Linked DNA regions of Mus musculus: all the other regions are linked to region 3. A link is a contact called in public Hi-C data. All regions are on one chromosome and are shown on one strand. Each heading gives the region's core, a stretch centred on a gene start, on an enhancer-like site or on the middle of the called end of the contact. The rest is flanking DNA. Distances are from core to core; before and after follow the strand shown.

Region 1 (3,354 bases), core at 833-3,332, 220 kb after region 3:
GTTTTAAATGAGTTATTTAAATGACTCATTATAGCATATAGGTTGGCTGGCTTGACATGAGAATAAGATTTAGCAAAATAGTCATTAAAAAAAAAAAGCAACTACTTTAAAGTCTGAGATGAGAGCCTAATGAATCCTTTTAAGAAATCTTAGCCATTGAGAAAACGGTGTTAATCAGAAAGGTTGATTTTCTTTTCAGAGAAGGAGAATTCTAATTTCCTTTTTGAAAGTTGGCCTCCTGTAGGTGGACACAATGATACTTTGTTGTGCATAGTTATTGTTTGAGAGTAAGGTCTGTGGTACAAAGCCCATAACACATGAGGCAGGGGACTATGGTTCCCTTGTCATCTAGTGTCCTAGCCAGCTGTGTGACCTTGGACAGTACACTTTTGAATGCTATTCTTTAGCTTCCTCATTGGTGATCCCTGACAACACCAGAGAGTGATATTTTAATGCTCTTTCTTTCCCTGAAAGGAAAATTCTACTTGGTCGTTTTGTAAAATATTTCAGACTATATTGCACATAGTAGGCAATTGCTCTCCTAAAGCCACAGAATTTCACTTCCTACATAGTAAAATCTGCTTTTTCTCATTTTTAAAAGCTTAACAAAGTTTAAATTGTTAGCAACAACATCAAAGCATCAATATAAATCACTCTAGGCTAGAAATTAAAAATTCTATTAGCTAACACACCAAATGGTCATCTTGTCCTTTATAGAAGTTTATGATTAACATCCTTATTGGTTTCTTATGATCCTACTGGCAAACCTGTTATCCATCCTTCACTTACTGCATTTTGTGTTTGGTTCACAGATTTGGAGATAGGCATAATATCTTTGCATACTATTCCATACAATTTTCCAAAAATAATTTCCTTCTAAATATAACATCATCTTTGTTATTGTAACTCTGGGTTATATCAGCCATTGCTACATTTATTTACTCCGGGACCACACATTTAACCATTAAGACAATTTAGAAGGCTGAAGCATGGTGACTATTTGACTTGACGATGACAGAAAATACGAATGAATGGTCAGCTAGATTCTCCCATGACTGATGTGATTGTACAGATTTGCTTCAGCAACACGGAGTGTTCATACAACATGAGATCTGAGCGGCGAATCCAAGTTTAATGTTAACAAAACCCGATTCTGACACTTATGTTCCCAAACTGAAATTAAATGTGCAGAGACAGAAATAACCTGTAAACTTGTATGTCATTACTTCTCTTAAAATAACAATTTACGTTGTGTGTTAGTAACAGGGTAAGTGACTGAAACTAGCTGGAAATACTAGAGAATTTGATTTTCAGAGTTTTCAGTAAGACGCTGATTATTGTTTGAAAGCACATTACTAAGAAAAAACGTTATAATGTTATGTCCTCTTTTTGTTGGGAAAACAGAGAGGAGAAAGGAGTTTCTAAAGTTTCACACTTCAATCTGAGAAGATTCATTGGCCCCCAGATATGCTACACCTATCAGCAGCGGCGCGTTACAGATGGATTGGTCAGTAAGTTAAGAATAAAAAGAAATCAGAAGAAAACATTTCTGCATGGGGAAAGAGACTCGAGCTACGTGGAACATATTTTAGAAATGACATTTTGCTCAAAAGATTTTGACTCCCCGCTGTCTACTGACTACACAGTTTTCCCCCTTCTGCTTTTCAGGGCTCAGCTCTGAAAGCAGTCAACAGCTGGCTGAAGATGGCAAGGTTTTCCAGCTCTGTCTCCTACATGACAGTCGCAGCAGCAGCCTCTTACCTGGACCAGGAGTTGCTGTTACCGCCAAGGCATGATGCTATTCCAGCCAGGCTAGGAGAGGAGTCTGTCCCGGTTAGCGGCTCCAAAAAATCTAAGTTCACATTGCTGGCTGAGGTCACGGCTCTATTCTGAGCAGTTCTCCTTAACGCAGTGTGTGATTCTAACAAAAAACCCCCTCTGCAGCTGGAGAGAGCCTCAGCTAACGCCGGATCCTGTCAAGGCGTTCCTAGTGACTTCTGTCCTCTAAATGCAGACTGATGTTTTGCGAGAGAGGGGCCTCCACCAGCAGGCCCAGATTGCCTGCAAAGTATTTCCTGCCTCCGAGAAGTTTGCATGTGAGAAAGCCTGCACGAAGCCGGAGGGGAGGGGCTGAGCAGAGCCGCCTGGGCGTTGAAGCTCTGATTTTACACAGAACCAAAGTGAGTTTGTCAAAGCTCTTGAGATGATTAGTTAGCGTCAGAAAGTCCTAGAGTCCTTCCTATCCCACAGGGCTCGTGGAAAACAAGGAAGGAAGAGAGTGCAGCTCTCCCCTCTGCACAGTGTTACTTTCTACTGTGTTAAATGGAGAACACTTCTCCTAATTCTCATTTCAAAAGTTTTCTAAGACAGATGAAGTCTGAGCCTTTTAATACCGTAATTCTTCTAAAGTTTAGAACCTTAAAAAATAACTTCAAAATTTAAATCCTGGACTTGGGGAAGGAAAAAAAATCTGTAAGTAAAATTCCGAGAATCGAGGAAACAGAGAATTTTCTTCTCTCTCTCTCATCCCCAGAATTCTGAACAGAACACAGTGGTTTGTGTTACAGCACGTGAAGCCTCCTTACCTCCAGTAAGGGATCCTCCAGTTACAGACAACCACGGCTGCAAAGGCTGGAAAGGCTGGAGAAGGCAGACTCCATCTTGATCAAGTTAGAAGTCCTGCTGACATAAAACACTTGCGATGCTTCCTCCAGCATGGCCGAGTCTCTCAATCACATCTCTAAAGTGGCTAGCAGAGTGTATGCCTCCTTCCCCAGACAGCTTGTGAACTCTCATCTGTTTATCTTTTCTGCTTTTGTGCCTCCACTGCGTGACTTCCTCCTAGCTGCTCCGGCCTGGGAGCTAGGACTACCATTTGGTTTTGATTAAAACCAGACAGCCAACTCTGGAGAATTTAGGGAATAAGCTAATGGAAACTGCGAATATGGCTTTAATTAGTGCATCAATTAATAATAGATGTTAGCTTGTCTTATAATAAGATGTCACAAATGCAGAGCTCAAATCATTTCTGGAAAGAATTCATACAGAGTCTCTTTTATGACCCAGAGTTCTCCCTCAGGGAAAGTGCAAGGGTAAGACGGACAGTGGCCTTGGGACATGTAGGTTTGTGGCCAGGCCAGTGGGATAGCTTCCTTGTTTACACCAGAGAAACGGGAAACAACATCTGTCCATTTATCTTATTTGGTTGAAACTACTCAGTAATCGTTCCCTTTCATTTTAGTTACATTAAAAGAGTTCATTCTATAGCTCTAGGTGACTTAACTAGTCCTTTAAAAAATGATTAGGAATTCGATGAATCTAATTATTGACTCTGTGTGAGGGTTGTACAATTTT
Region 2 (2,989 bases), core at 10-2,509, 130 kb before region 3:
GCCTGGTGAGGGTGGGGAGTTATAGCTAACTAGTTATGCCCTTGTTCCCGAGGTGAGAGATTGACTTCAACATTTTCTAACTCATAATCACTGGTTTTACACAATGACACAGAATTCCTAATTCCTAAGGCATCCCTTTTTTAGGGATAACATTTACAGCAGCTTTTCAAAAACAACTGGGAACGCTATCTCAGCATTAGTATTTTCTTCCGGAGGCAAGGGTTAGATTACTCTTACCCTGATGAATAATATATGCTGACCCAGCACACAGTTTCAGCTCAGTGACTAACAAAGATGTGCATGGACCATGGTATTCCAAGCTTATACTTCTTCATCGGTAGACAGAGGGATGACCACACAGTGAAGACTAACCATGAATATGAATGCGAATTACTAAACAGAACCCAGACCACATAGCCCAGCCTTTGGGGGACTCAGAGTTTACTAAACAATAAGCCCAAATCAGAGAATGTATCTGTAGGAAATATATAATATGAAACTTAGAAATGTGAATGCAAAGTATTATTTCTGTCTGTTACGCCTACGTGGAAAAGCAACCAAGCTATTTTAGTCAGTTCTAACTTCCTTTAAGGTCACTTTTCTGATCCAAATGAACAGTTCTGTCTTCTAAAAACATCCAGTGATGGCTTGGAGGAGGAATCCAAGAACTCAATTTTCTCTTATTTGCTCGAAGGTTTTCTGAAGGAACTGGTTCTTAAAAGACGATAGTTTTGCTGACGACAGAAGTACAGTCTGAACCCAACTTCCGGGTTGGGTTTAGAGGCAGGAAGTACAAATATCCAGGTTCCAAATGGACCTGTGGGCTGCTACCCTCCGAATGTATGCGTATGGCTTGTTAACCTGGCACGGGCAGGACGAGGTGGGAAATGACTGCCTAGATCTCAGCAGGGCGCACTTCAGAGTCAGCTTATGCTTTAGTTGACGTGGGCAGGTCCCCAGGTACCAAACCGGGAGAATGGAGTAAGAAAGGGGCTGGAAATTGGATTTACCAAAACCAACAGGCACAAGAAGGTGCCACCCAGTAGCACATCAGCACCCCAAACGGACATAACTGTAGGAAATGGAGTTCTTAAAGAGGAAAACAAAAGCCCACCGCTGCAAATCCAATTAGCTTTATCTCTAGGAGAGCTGTAAATTAGAAAAGTCACAAGTCCTGTTGCAGCTTCCATCTCCAACGCCCTTTTAGCAGGTCAGGAGTTCTGTCTGAAGGCAAGAAACTCCACCACATTAAGGAGAGTGTTAAACATCAAATAATGGGATGATGAGAAATTTCAGATAGGCTGTGAAATTGAGGGACAGTAAGCTACTCCAGGATGTCAAAATCAAGAGTCACCCGTATGTTTTAGTGTCTTTGGTATAAAAAGGTACTCTGTACCCTGCCAAAAGAGGACAGTAAATGCCTGTCCAGCCACAAACCCTTTGACTTGCAGTGGTGTCCTGCCTGCAAGATACACTCTAGGGCAATGGCGGCTCATAGCTTGTGGGAATCACCAGCCAATATCTGATTTGACTTAAGGCCTACTCCATGAGATGGAACACATGCCTGACCCTGTTTGGATGACCAATAATCTGAGACTAGAGAGCCCAGGGACCTTGGGTAAAAGCAAATACTACTGATCTTAAAATAATAATAATAAAAAAAGACTTCTAATGATATTTTTATCTCTACTCATAGATCAGTGCCTTTCTTAGAGATCATGGGAGAAGCTTCATTCTGCAGCAAAAGGGAACAAACAGAGACTCACAGATAAACATTACGCAGAGTGAGAAACCTTGGAGCTCAGCCTTAAATGGCATGTCTTCATCAAATCTCTCCCCTCGGGGCTCAGGGAGCCCTACAGAAGAGGAGGGAGAAAGAGTTTAGCTGTATCAGGAGAGAGAGAGAGAGAGAGAGAGAGAGAGAGAGAGAGAGAGACAGAAAAAGAGAGAGAGAGAGAAAGAAAGACAGAGACAGACAGGCATACACACAGAGAAAGAGAGAGACAGATAGACACACACACACAGAAAAAGAGAGAGAAAGAAAGACAGACAGAGACAGACAGACAGGCATACACACAGAGAAAGAGAGAGAGACAGATAGACACACACACAGAAAAAGAGAGAGAGAGAGAAAGAAAGACAGACAGAGACAGACAGACAGGCATACAGAGAGAGAGAGAAAGAGAGAGAGAGAGAGAGAGAGAGAATATGAAGTTATGAAGTTGGGTGGGTAGGGAGGTGGGGAGGTGGGGAGGATCTGGGAGGATCTGGAGGAAAGGAAACCATGATCAAAATATATTCTATAAACATTTTAATAAAAATAATAAAAATTGAAAATTTCCAATCCATAAAACGAAGTTCACTACTTTAAAGCTGTAATTATTATAAAACAATTTCATGCACGGATACTAGGTTTCCCATTCAAAGGAACAGCTCCTACATCTCAGTGGATGCACTGTACACATCAGCCTACAGACCCAGAGACCCAGAGGATGAGTGTCCTAGTGTCCTGTCAACTTGACACAAGCCAGGGTCATCTGAGAGAACCACAACTGAGAAAATGCCTCTGTCAGACTGGCCTGCAGGCAAGTGTGGGGGTGGGGTGGGGGTGGGCGGGGCCACTTGGACAGGTTGTCCTGGGTACCACAAGAAAGCAAGCCAGTAAGCAGCACTCCTCCATGTCCTCTGCTTCAGTTCCTCCACACAGGTTCCTGCCTTGAGTTCCAGCCCTAATCTTGGTGATGGCCTATAAACTGTAAGATGAAATGAACGTTTGTCTCTGCCAGTCGTTTTTGGTCATATTGTTTATCACAGTGACGAAGAGAGCAAATTTGTACGGTGGTCTTTTAAATTTTAATTTTCCTGTCTTGGTATGTGTATGAATGCATGTGCAACGTGTGTGTTTGGGTGGGGTGCTCCTGCACAGATCTGCATATGCATAGGGAGGCCAGAGTTCAATGTCCCCCATCTTCTTCAGAATCTCTTGCCA
Region 3 (3,419 bases), core at 223-2,722:
CTTAGTTCAGGACCCTCTGCCTAGGGAATGGCGCTACTCACAGCAGGACAGAATGTCCACATAGGTTACCTAATTAAGACAGCCTCACAGTCCAACCCAATGTTTATAATCCCTCATTGAGACTCTTCCTCAGTGACTCTAGATTTCGTCAAGTTGACAACTATAGAATCAAGAAGCCAAACACCACACCTAGAAAGGACTAAGCAAAATAATGCCATGTTTTAAGTATAATATATTTAGCACTCTTTTTCTTTTCTCTTAAAAAACTCAAATCATAAATGTACTTTGGAAGTTATTACTGGGCAAAAATGGAAAAAAAAAGTATCTTGCCTTCCACTTTGGACTTTTAGAAGTCCCGTGCGCCCCCAAATCCCAAATCCCTCAAAACAAACCGCTTCAGTCCTGCTCCTATGTGCTGAAGCCTGAACGTAATTGTGTATGCAAACTGAAATATTAAAAGCATAACTTCTAATTTTAGTTCATTCTGATTTCTAAACCAGCCAGGAGCCTCCTGTTTTAGGTGATGATGTAGTTGACATTCTGTTCACTTAACTTGGAAAAGAGGCCAACATCTCATTAAACAGAAAGAGAGAGGGGGGGGGAGAGGATTAAAGATATGACCTAGCATCTGGGAAGTAAGTATTTTTGTTCTACAAAGAGGAGAAATGCCAGTTACTAGGAGAGATATACTACTAGGCCTGACCTGGAACTGTAGAGAGGATTTCTCTGGGTTCCATGGATGAACCCGATAGATCTCATATTTATTCTTCTCTATAGGCTAAGTTCTGCTCATGAAGGGCTCTGGCCTGAAAAGGATCCTTAGAGCAGCTCAAACTGGAATTATTTAACTTTTGTATTTATGCTGGGCTGTGGAGTAGAGGACGTGGTGAGTGACTGGGTCAGGAGTGGATGAAGTCCTTAGTGAATGTGTATTGTTGATAATGAAGACAGCTATAACAAGGACCCCGAAGCCTCAGACCTACAAAAGGCAAAGCCTTCCTCTGGTCCGGGTGTCAGTGTTGAGTGTGTGTGCAGGAACGATCAAGCACAGCATCTTCTCTAGGATAACTTTAGTCTGAGGCTCACCCCCCCCCGAGACTAGCTAAATCCTTCTCCACATTCACCTCTATGTAATAAACCATGTGCAGAGGTTGCCTATCTAGTCTCAGGCAGGCTGAGGCCCAGCTGCAATCTCAGTCTCTCTATGTCTCATCCTTTCTCCTCAAAGATGGCCGTGACACTCACTGACTCATTCTCTCCTTATCAAAGACAGTAAACTCTGCAGCTATACGCTCACTCACATCACAAGCATCCCCCATGGCTGTCTCCCTTTAAAAATCTAGAGTGAAGCTGTCTCTGTTTACTGCATATTTGCAGGCATACCTCACTCCTGGTTAAAAGGCATTCCATGTGCCCTTACTTGCTTTTCGCTGTGAACGCAGGGAGCACAAAGCAGTTCACAGAGTCAATGTTTGTGGTTGCCCTTCGTTGGAGTGGTGCCAGCATCCTTGAGAGCAAGTATCCTGCAAAGCAGGCCAGACACTTAACGTTGCTGGCTTATTACAGACCCGGTCATTTGAAACACAGATATCTATTTCCCAGAAGACATAAGAGAGTAAACATACAATACAATATCCCAGAGATCTGGTTCGATGCATATCCTTAAATGGTTTGCTTTATGTCAGCCGAAGCTCATCTAGATTGTGATTTGTCTAAACTTTCTCACTTTATAGTCGCTTACCCTCTTTTCTTCCTAAGGTGCTTAGCTTTGGAAATAGCGCCCTGCCTTGTGTCTCAGTATTTGAGACATTTAGATTCCACTCTCCCTTAGCGATCAAGATAGTATGTCTTTAATAGAGGCATTACATTCCTTTCCCCCAATGCATACGGCTTATACTGTGTGTTTATTTCACTTTATTAAATCTTTTAAAAGAGTATGACTAATTTCCTTTTAATTTATCAATTTCTGTTTCTGTGCTGAAGAAAGTTACTACATAGGCAGAGTCTGGATTTATCTTACTTTCAATCTTTTTTTTTAATAACTTTTTAACCTTCAATTTTAGTCTATTTTATTTTTCTTTAGAGTTGTCTGGTTTGTGGAATTGTGTCAGCTCTCTATGAGAACTTGGCATTGCAATGATAGGAGCTGGTGTTTATGGGTGCTCTTCATGGGAACTACAACCCTTGGTACCTCACTGGGTCAAGAGCTGGTGCACAGCAAAAGCTACTGGCAACATTTGAAGACCAGAGTAAGCACCAGAGACTTGCAGTTTACAGTGTGTGGACAGTGTAGGAACTCATACACTCAAGCTTAAGAGTGTCTTAAGCTCCCTTTAGCAGTTTCCACAATAATCAATATAGATGAGGTGGCCTCCCTCCTATAGCTACTAGATGTCCCTGGGACTGTGTCGCCAATGAAAACCGTGCTTTTCCATGTCACACTGCACTTTTGTATATATATCACAAAACATCTCTATTCACCCCTACTCTGCAGGTCTGTGGATCGCAGCTCACTGTTGATTACACATAGCTGGCATTCTTCTGCCCACTGACGTTCCTATGACCTCGGTGACCAACTCCGGGGCACCTCTGTGCATTACTGTCATTCTCTTACCTAACAGTAAAGTTGCAGGCTCTATGCTGGTGACCTAGCAATAGCCATTGCTTCTTAGGTTTTTCTATTTATGCTGGTTAGTGACAAAGAGATAAGAGATAAGATTAGACCAGGTCAGCACACAGGGTAATTCTTAGTCTAGCACGGACAGAGCAGTCCGTGCCCTGGGGTCTTTAAAAACTGTATACCTAAGTTCCTATATTTTAAAATCATCATATAATTAGTTCATATTAAGCTACTACATCACCATTTTGTGATCTGAACATTTCTATAGATATGTTTCACAATAATTGGCTTTCTTCACAATTTTCTACTATTTTATTCACACATTTGTAAATATTCTGAGAAGTGAGCCATAGGCTTTATCTGAATACCATCTTAACATCAGGCCAAGGAGCCTTGTGTGGAACACTTAGGAGGCAAATGGCTTTGGGGAATAAAATGCAATTTGATGCCAAGATGTCAAGGTACCAAGTAGGAAGGAGATGGGCAGGCAGCAACTCTGCTTAGACTGTGAGGAGCTAGAGAGATATGAGAAAGACATGCTGTTCAGCCAGATGGGGCTATGTGCCCCATCAATCAATTAGCATGGCTCTCAAGTTCCCATTCACTGAATCCTTAGTGATACAATCTGCTCTTAAGAAAGAAGCCCAGAGGGCTGGGGGCATAGGTAAGCAAAACTGATAGGGGCTATGACCGGGCACAGTGAGGGGCATAAATCAAAGGGGGTGAAATTAAAGCAATCCTTTCTGTTATTTCTCACAAGTGGCAGATCTGTATTTTGTTTATAGAAGACTGCAGATCC

What was found. Hi-C and Micro-C count contacts between places; a contact is called where the count stands out from the background.
Region 1: a Hi-C map of adipose-derived mesenchymal stem cells shows a contact between it and region 3, with 2.2 times the contacts expected there. The contact joins the promoter of Dlc1 here to the enhancer-like site in region 3. A contact is called at or near these places in 2 of 484 Hi-C or Micro-C datasets (adipose-derived mesenchymal stem cells and uterus) and 1 of 9 other capture datasets (adipose tissue).
Region 2: a Hi-C map of the N1E-115 cell line shows a contact between it and region 3, with 2.2 times the contacts expected there. The contact joins two enhancer-like sites. A contact is called at or near these places in 8 of 484 Hi-C or Micro-C datasets (the N1E-115 cell line, adipose-derived mesenchymal stem cells, liver and 4 more), 3 of 115 datasets of contacts at active chromatin or transcription factors (embryonic stem cells, neural progenitor cells and neural tube) and 3 of 9 other capture datasets (adipose tissue, liver and pancreatic islet).

Annotation. Positions count from the first base shown.
Region 1 is chr8:36,950,360-36,953,713 of GRCm38.p6, forward strand. It overlaps Dlc1 (deleted in liver cancer 1), which reads right to left and starts at 2,083. Exons shown (of 18, transcript NM_001194940.2): 1 at 1,762-2,083.
Region 2 is chr8:36,595,437-36,598,425 of GRCm38.p6, forward strand. All of the region lies in intron 6 of Dlc1 (deleted in liver cancer 1), which reads right to left. Among named protein-coding and RNA genes, the nearest start is that of Trmt9b, 140 kb to the left of the region's middle. Within about 2 kb of position 1,260, at least 12 of the 459 cell types and tissues checked have an H3K27ac peak or open chromatin away from gene starts, as enhancers often do. A contact at or near this core is called in the N1E-115 cell line, where this site is marked.
Region 3 is chr8:36,726,344-36,729,762 of GRCm38.p6, forward strand. The region is part of intron 5 of Dlc1 (deleted in liver cancer 1); the gene reads right to left. Among named protein-coding and RNA genes, the nearest start is that of Dlc1, 220 kb to the right of the region's middle. Within about 2 kb of position 1,473, at least 58 of the 459 cell types and tissues checked have an H3K27ac peak or open chromatin away from gene starts, as enhancers often do. A contact at or near this core is called in the N1E-115 cell line, adipose-derived mesenchymal stem cells and uterus, where this site is marked.